Linked DNA regions of Rattus norvegicus: region 2 is linked to region 1. The links are chromatin contacts, called in public Hi-C maps. All regions are on one chromosome and are shown on one strand. The core of a region is the stretch at or near the end of the contact, and the rest is flanking DNA. Distances in the headings are between cores, read along the strand shown.

Evidence for each region. Hi-C and Micro-C count contacts between places; a contact is called where the count stands out from the background.
Region 2: a Hi-C map of kidney shows a contact between it and region 1, with 5 times the contacts expected there. The contact joins the enhancer-like site here to the promoter of Ugcg in region 1. A contact is called at or near these places in 7 of 12 Hi-C or Micro-C datasets (Schwann cells, frontal cortex, hepatocytes and 4 more).

What each region holds. Positions count from the first base shown.
Region 1 is chr5:78,825,901-78,830,080 of GRCr8, forward strand. Ugcg (UDP-glucose ceramide glucosyltransferase) reads left to right here and starts at 2,106. Exons shown (of 9, transcript NM_031795.2): 1 at 2,106-2,217. The coding sequence starts at 2,120.
Region 2 is chr5:78,980,686-78,984,865 of GRCr8, forward strand. All of the region lies in intron 10 of Susd1 (sushi domain containing 1), which reads right to left. Among named protein-coding and RNA genes, the nearest start is that of Susd1, 88 kb to the right of the region's middle. Within about 2 kb of position 1,961, at least 1 of the 93 cell types and tissues checked has an H3K27ac peak or open chromatin away from gene starts, as enhancers often do. A contact at or near this core is called in kidney, where this site is marked.

The sequences.
Region 1 (4,180 bases), core at 856-3,355:
GGGGAATCAGACGGGGGAATCACACGCCCTCTTCTGTCCTCCGTGGGTACTGCATGCACGTTCTACCTGGGTCTTTTTAAAGATCAGCAAGTGCTCTTCATAGTTGAGCCATCTTACCAGCCCCTAGAGCTGTGGTTGGAAAGTCAGGTTTGAGCAGACTGAATTTAACCAAGATGAAGTGCAACATTTGATCTTTACTCGGTTATACCCAATTACACCCGCTTTGTCTTTTCTGTGGAAATCCTTTGCTGTAAGGGTCTAGGAAAGATTTGACATGAAAATGTCAAATGAAAATGACAATGAAAAATGCTACAAAATGCCAAATTGAGAAAGTCATATTGTTGACCAAGTCCAAGCGAGTACTGATAACACACAACATTGTTTCGCATGTGACTGACAAGCACATTTTAATAGGAGCATGGCCTATTATTTTTATTTGTAAGATGTCATTGAGTGTGAGGTGCATTTTCATTTTGGATTCTTGAAATAATGGATTCTTGAAAATGCATTGAGAATGCTTTAAAAGTGGGCCTTGGAACTGATTAATCACCATTTTGGCATTTAAAGCCCTTTGTTATTATTTCCATTTATGGATTCCACTGTAGTGCTGTAACTTCACTAACCAATAACTCTCAACAACTAGAAATTAATTCTAAGCATGGTTCTTTCCCACTGATTTTTACACCAGTAGAACAAAGGACATTGCAAACCTTAAATTCGTGTAATTGTAGTTTATCGTGTAAATCATAGATTGAAGCCGCCAATTATTAACTAGAATCAATAGCAAAACGAAACCCGAATTCAATTCTGAAATCCCTCGAGAGCGCTCAGGAATTATTTTTAAAAAGTAACTTGAATAATAAACAGCTTAAACGCAGAACAATTGTAAACACTATAGATGTATCCAGGCTGAAGAAACAAATGCAAACATTGACTACTAGCCTCGCCCAGTACTGACTTAAAATTAGAATACTCTTTTGTTTTTCCACCACAGGGGTTCACTGAATTTGCCCAACCTGGCCTGGAACCTGTGTGCTCAAGTTCAGGTAATCCTCCTGCTTCAGTCCCAGGAGTAACTGGGCCACATACAGCCTTCTCACACTGTGCCTAGCTTTTATTTCCCCATTTTCAGTATCGTGCACATGCGTAATTAAACCTTTTAGTAATAGCAACATCTAACACTTTTAAAAAGAAGTAACGTAATTTCAACTAGTATGTCTAAAATCTATTCCAGCAAATACCACAAGATTTATGAATGAGATGGTCAGCGGTGTAATGGCAATACTAACAGCCCAGCATTGCTCGAACTAGCTACATTTCCATAACTCTTTTGGCTACATCTTAGCCAAGTTACACTCAGCTGCCTTAGAGGACGCCCAGTCTTGCGCGAATTCAGCACCAAGCCATTCTTCCAATTCTGAGTTTGGGGATTCCTTAAATAACACAGTCTCTGGGCTCCTCCGGATTTGGCCAAGATAAAATGTAGAGGCGGCGCGTGCTGCTTAGAGACGGTGCGGGGGGTTGGGGTGCGCACCGAGACTGACCCCGCGGGCGCGGGCGGCGGCGGCAGCGGTTGGTAGCTGCGGGGCAGCGAGCACGAGGGGGCAGCTCCGCCCGTGGGCGCGCGGGCCGGCAAGGAGGCGCGAGGGCGCCGCCCCGGGTGGAAGGGGGGGCGGGCACCGGCTCCAGAGGGCGGGGCGGGGCGGACCCGCATCGTGCCGGGATTCGGGCGCCGGCAGCGGGCACGGACCAGAACGCGGAGCCGCGGCGAGCGAGAGGGACGGCGGCGGCGGCGGCAGCAGCCGGGAGGGTCTGGACCACCGGAGCCCGAGCGCGCGGCAACGGCCGCCTGGAGCGCGCAGCGCGGTCAGCCTGCGCTCGAAGCACACCAGCACGCGCACGCTAAGGGGAGCGCGGTACCGAGCGCGCGCCGAGCGGCCGGGGGCGCGCAGGCCCTGCCCGCCCCTTCCGTCCGCACGCCCGCCGCCCCGCCGGCCCTTCCTCTCCCACCTTCCACTCGCGGCCCGCGCCCCGCACCCGGCGGCCCCCGCGTCCTCCTCCCGCGGCAGCGCTGTCCGCGGCGGCCGGAGCGGGCCGGGCCGGGCCAGCGGGCCGGGGGATGGCGCTGCTGGACCTGGCCCAGGAGGGAATGGCCTTGTTCGGCTTCGTGCTCTTCGTGGTGCTGTGGCTGATGCATTTCATGTCCATCATCTACACGTGAGTTAGAGGGTCGGGGCCTGGGGACGAGCTGGACTGGCAGGCGTGTATGCGGTGGAGGGTAGCGTTCTGCGAGGATAGAGAAAGCTGGTCCCCAAACGGTCCCCCCCAATCGATCTCCTTGAGGCGGTGCGGCGCGGGGTCCTGGAGAAGGAATAGCGCTGGAGTCGCCACCCGACTCCTGGGTTGCAGGCGACTGCAGAGCTCTCGGAGAGAAGCCTGCTTCTCTCTCTGGTGGAGGGTTGTCTTCTTGGTCTGATTGTGTAGGAGATTCGTGTGGTTTTTTTTTCCCCCATCTGGGCGAAGATGTATGGTGTATTGTGAGGTTTTCCCCTCCCTCCGCGCGGGCCACGTCTCTGTTATGGAGATGGTCCTTTACACTCTTCCGGGAGCTGCTCACCACCACCCTGAGACTTCCCAGTGGATCACCTCCTTCCTAGAAGAGCTGTGTGCTTAGATAGGTGTGGAACACCTGCCGGCCTTGAAGAACGTCCGTCGCCGAGCCTGTGCTATGTAGCTTCGAGTCCTGTCAGGGTGGCATTTCAGTATCATTTCTTTATTTTTTTTCTCCGAGTATTTATTGGCTTGTTCGGAGTTGCATCCTTCCTCTGTTTTCCACATACATCTTTTCACTTGACAGGTACCTCCCAAGGCCTACTAGGTACCACCTGGTATTGGGGACCCAGGTAGAGTAGGACAAAACTCCTGCCCTCGTGAAGCTTACATTCTAGAAGGAAGAAACATGATAGAAATCTAAATAAGAGGTTATTCCCTCTAAAGCTTACGACTAAAACAGAACAGGGTGAAGGGGCAGAGAGAGACATGAGAGAGGTGGCTAAGTTTTGATCCATCAATGAAATGTCTTTGAAAAGAAGCCTATTTAAATGTGTAGAGATGAACTCACTTGGCATATTAGCCTGAATGGGGGGGGGTTGGGGTGCTAACTACTAAATAGGAATTGGCTAGAATAGCATGTATATTAATGAAGAACAGGGAAGGATGTTAGGCAATTTTAGATTTTTTTTTTCCACTATAGAAAAGGTGCTTTTCTCCATTTGGTGTGCCATTTCCTGATACTGAGACACTTGTATAAGATGAGCAGACAGGTTTTTTGTTTTTTGTTTTTTTTTTTTTTTTTTGAAAGTGAAAGAAAACGTACCCTGCTTGGAATTTAGAAATTTAAGCTGTATTCATTTTAACTCGGTGGGCTCTTTAAAAAAAAAAATAGTTATTTCATCAGGAATTTGGACAGTGCAGAGAGGAATAAAGAAATAACGCATATCAAAATGTTTCCTTGTTAACCTTTTTTTTTGCCTACCTTCCCAATTACGTTTTTATATCTGAAGAGGGCAGGCAAAGGAGGAGAGAGGGGACTGTACCATGTCGTGACTGTTCAATGGTCTGCTTTAAAATCTCATCTACTGAACAAGTGTTTTCTGAGAGGCAGTACAGGGCACTGTGCTAGAGTTAAGCATGAAGAACCAAACACCCCAAGCTGCTGCTCTTTGGGGGCTACCTGCAAAGTTACCTGGCCATTCTTTTTCTCATATCAACAAATGTGTGAGCTCTCTCCATTGGTTTAGGGAGATGGATGGCATTTTATGAGCTTTTAATGTTCATTTATTGTTATTGGTAGGCAATTCAGTTGATTCCAGTTAATATTAAGCAGCACTTATTATTTCTTAACTTTTTCCTGTCCTGGGAACCAAACCACGGCCTTCTGCATGTTGGGTAGTGCTTTCTCACTAAGATATATTACCAGTTCTTGTGATGAATAAATTGTTATACACATATCTCCTTAGTTCACACTTCGGAGGGAGAAAAAGTATTGGACCAGAAATGATACATCTTTTAATCTTTGATACAATGTTACCTTATAAAATGTGATAGTCCTGGCCATCTTGGATGATGGTTATTTTCCTGCTCCCTGTCCCTTATTCTTCATTGTTTCTTTTGTTTTGAT
Region 2 (4,180 bases), core at 711-3,210, 150 kb after region 1:
CGTCCTTATAATGGGTTAAACCATTCATGGGTTATCAGGGGAGCTGGTCTGAACAAAACCCAGCTGTCTGGTTGCACTTGCTCTGCCTACCATGTGACACCCTCTGTCAGGTCATGGCAGAGCAGGAAGATGCTAACACAATGCTGTCCCCCAGTCCTCAGGCTTCCCAACATCCAAAAGCTATTCTTTGTAAATCTGCAGTCGGTTGTAGCAACAGGGAGCCAAGTGAGACAAGGTGTGACAGTCACACTCCCAAACGTTCATAAAAAACCATAGACGGAGGTTGTCCCAGAAAGAGGTAACAGCAAATGGAAAAGCCTGCAGTGGGAAGAAGTCTGACCCATTTAAGAAAGGGCAAGAAGGCCAGGGAGAGACAGCTGGTACCTGGTGAGAAAGAAGACGAGGAGAAGGTGGGTTAAGGAAGGTGGCCCAGGGTTGGATCACATGCTCTATGGTGTGAATTTGGATTCTCAGTTAGCTTTTGAACTCACTGGAGACCTTTGAGGGAGCACTGTCATGTTCATACTCTTTAGAAGACACCACAGCTGCTGGGTGATCCTTCAATGGCATGGTGAAAACTAAGTTGAGGTGGACAGTGACAGCCAGGATTGAAGGCAGCAAACAGCCCTGAGAGCCAGGCATGGTGGTGTGTACCTCTAACCCTAACACTCGGGAGGCTGAGGCAGGAGGCTTCATGTGAATGAAGTCAACCTGGGCTACAGCCCAAGGGTATAGAGTGAAACTTTGTCATGAAACAAACAAACCAGAAAGCTACTGCAGGAGACCAAGCAAGCAGTTCCTGCTAGGATCCAAGCAGTTCCTGCTAGGATCGGGTCTGCAGAGTTGAAGATGAAGGCAGGAGTAAGTGATTGAAATCACAGTTTGTTAAATGATTAGAAATTTAGGACTCACATAGAGGCAATTAAGACTCTTGGCTCAACCAGCTAATTATGAGAATTCCAGGAACTGAGTTATGAAAACGGACATAATTTTCATAGATTTGGAAGTAAGAAAAGAGGCATGAAATTGGGAATTCTGTCTAATTCGTCTAGCATGCTCAATGGCATATGTTTAGAAGGCGGGTGGATAAGTTTGAATCCAAAGAGGCTGGGCTTAAAGGTACAGATTTGGGGACTGTCAGTATTAAGCAGGTTATAGTCATGAGTGTCATAAATACCACCTAGACAGAAAGATAGTGCAAAGGAAGGGAAGCCAAGGAGGGAGCCATAGAAACAGTTGAGCCAACCAAAAAACACCAGGAAGGCCAGCCAGGAAGACAGAAGGAGCCACCTTGAAAAGGGAAGAGTTTGCAGAAGGATGTCGAGGGCTGCAGAGACAGTATATAACAGTAAGACAGACGGAACGCTTAATAGAGAATGAGAGGGTGTGAAGCCTACAGGGCAGTCATGTCTTTTGGGGAGTTTCTATATAACAGAAGGCTGAAGAAGGCAAGGCAGCTGGAGGGGGACATGGGCCACTGTTAAACGAGATATGGCAATGGGCTCTGTGTGCTGGCACTGATTCTGCATTGGGTAGAAGCTGCTAAGAAGGGCTGGGATCCGGCACACACTTGAGAGGATGGCAGCTTCAGACAGGGGCAGGGACACAGGGAAGGGAATAATGGAGAGAAGGAAGGTAGATGTGGAAGCAACATTCCACCTCGCCATTTCCCAAGGAGACAAGGAGCAAGAAGGCAGGGGTGGGCTGGAGATCAGGGATTAGACTTAAAGGCCTATGTGTATGTATGCACACACTTGTGTGCAAACCAAAGGACAAATGGGGATCCGTTCTGAACTTCTACCACATGGGCTCCAGGGATAAAATTCAGTCACAGGCTTAAGTACAAGCACCTCACAGCACAGCCACCTTATTCTTAAAAGACAAAGCTTTTCACTGAACCTGGAGTTCACCGAGTCAGTGAGCCGTCTGACCAGCAAGCCTTGAAGTCTGCCTGTCTCTAACCCCAACACTAAGTTACATGCCTTTTTACGTGAGTGCCAGGTATCAGACCACAGGTCTCCGACGCCTGCTTGTACAGAAAGCAATTTGCCCACTGAGCCATTTCACTACCCGTAGAACGCTAGTTTAATGTGTTACTAGAGAACAGTAATGAGAAAACTTTTCTTAGGTATGAAATGCTCTAGACTTGTTTGTCATTACTGTTGCTTGTTGTTGCTGCTGCCGCTGTTCTTGTTTGATTTTTTTTTTTTCTGAGGATTTGGCCGAGGCTGACCTCAAACTTGCTATGAACTCCTCCTGATCTTGTCTCTACCTTACAAAGGCTATGATTACAGGCATGAAACACCACGCCTGACTGGAACATTTTAAATGTTTCCAACACCCAGAAGGGACTTAACTCACAGGTTTAAACGGTTTAAATTCAATCGACATTTTGTTTCAGAGAAGGAAACACTGCTGGACAGCTGCCAGCCTCTCTGGGGCTCTCTCCAATTCCACAGGCTTCCTCCCTTCTCTCCTCAGCTTCATTTGCTATGACAGAAAGCAACAGTCTTCTTTATCTGGGCCTATCAACAGCTCTGTGGCAATGCTATTAACTCAAATGCTGTTACTCAGGATTGACCTGTTATCAGGGTTGTCAGGTAGATGACCACAGGAAGTGCTGAGGACAAAGCCTGAAAGCTAACATTGTAGCTGGTGCCTCCGTGGGGGTCCAGGCATATCTCCGGGTCCTGGCTGTTGCTGGCGTTTAAGACCATTTCCTGAACGAATGCCTTCTGATACTACCTCTGGCCCCAAACGTGGAACTGAAAGATGAAATGCTTACAGGAATTTCAGTGAGTGAAACACTCACTGGCGTGAAACATTCCGAATGCCTTGAGACCTGCGCTTTTTCTAGGAGTTCTCTTCCCCCATCCCTCCCCCACCCCATAAAGTTGTTTTCAAGAAATAAATGCAATAAGCTAATAGTAAAATTTCAACAATGTACATGTTTGCACAAATGGTGATGACAATATCACAAGAATAATACAGGGGTTGGGGATTTGGCTCAGTGGTAGAGTGCTTGCCTAGCAAGCGCAAGGCCCTGGGTTCGGTCCCCAGCTCCGAAAAAAAAAAGAATAGAAAAAAAAAAGAATAATACATATATTTTAGAATAAAATACACGAATACACGAAACTTATCATTACATAACTGTAATCTCAACCCCCGGGCATCTTGATTTTTTTTAAATTTTTATATTTTATTTATGTGTATGGGGAGTGGGTATGGGCCCCTGTGTGCAGATGTCCACAGAGGCCAAAAGAGGGCATTGAATCCCAAATAGAGAAGATTACAGGCCGGTGTGAGCGGGTGAGGGGTGTGGGGACTGGGAACCAAACTCTGGTCCTAGGCAAGAGGGACAGACACTCTTAAGCTCTGAGCCATCCCCTCTGGGCCTGAGTGTTTTATGCCATGCTGGCCACATAGAAAGTCCAAGGCCAGCCGAGAACGCAGAGTGAAACCGTCTCAGATGAAAGATAAAATGGAAGGACAAATCTCAGAAGCCCCTACGTAGCAGCTTGTTCTTTTTTGTCCTTGCGTTTACAGTGTGGAAGCCAAGGGGCAAAACCACAGGAGCAAGGAAGATTCTCCTGGAGAGAAAACTAGGGATCGGAATGAAGCACCACCTGACTAGGGTGCTCCATTTTGTAACATCCAGACACTGAAGCAGAAGCCCCTCTCTTCCCACAGTTACCCTTCCTTCGGTGGCCATGGATCTTCATAGATTCCCTGTGACTGTCACACACACAAGACCTGGTCTCTGCAGAGTCACCGGTGCGACCAGCGGTCACTGTGACCAAAGGTCAATGGACCAGAGACTCTGATGGAGAATTGACTGCACCAAGACACACAGCTCTAGAAACATCCACGCTTTCTTACCACTCCCGAGGAGTCTGTCCTCAGGCAGGGAGTGGAAGTGGCTGCCTCTGTACTTCTTAGGCGGTCATCATGATACATCTCGGCCGATGGCAGCTACAAATGTATTTTTCAGTCCTGTATTTTTTTTTTAGATTTATTTTATTTTATATGTACGAGTGTCTTGCCTGTGTATGTATGTGTACATGGCTGGTACCCACAGAGGTCAGAAAAAGGCATCAAATTCCCTGGAAATGGAGTTACAGATGGTGGGGAGCTGCCGTGGGCGTGCTAGGAATTGAACCTGGGGCCTCTGAAGGAGCGG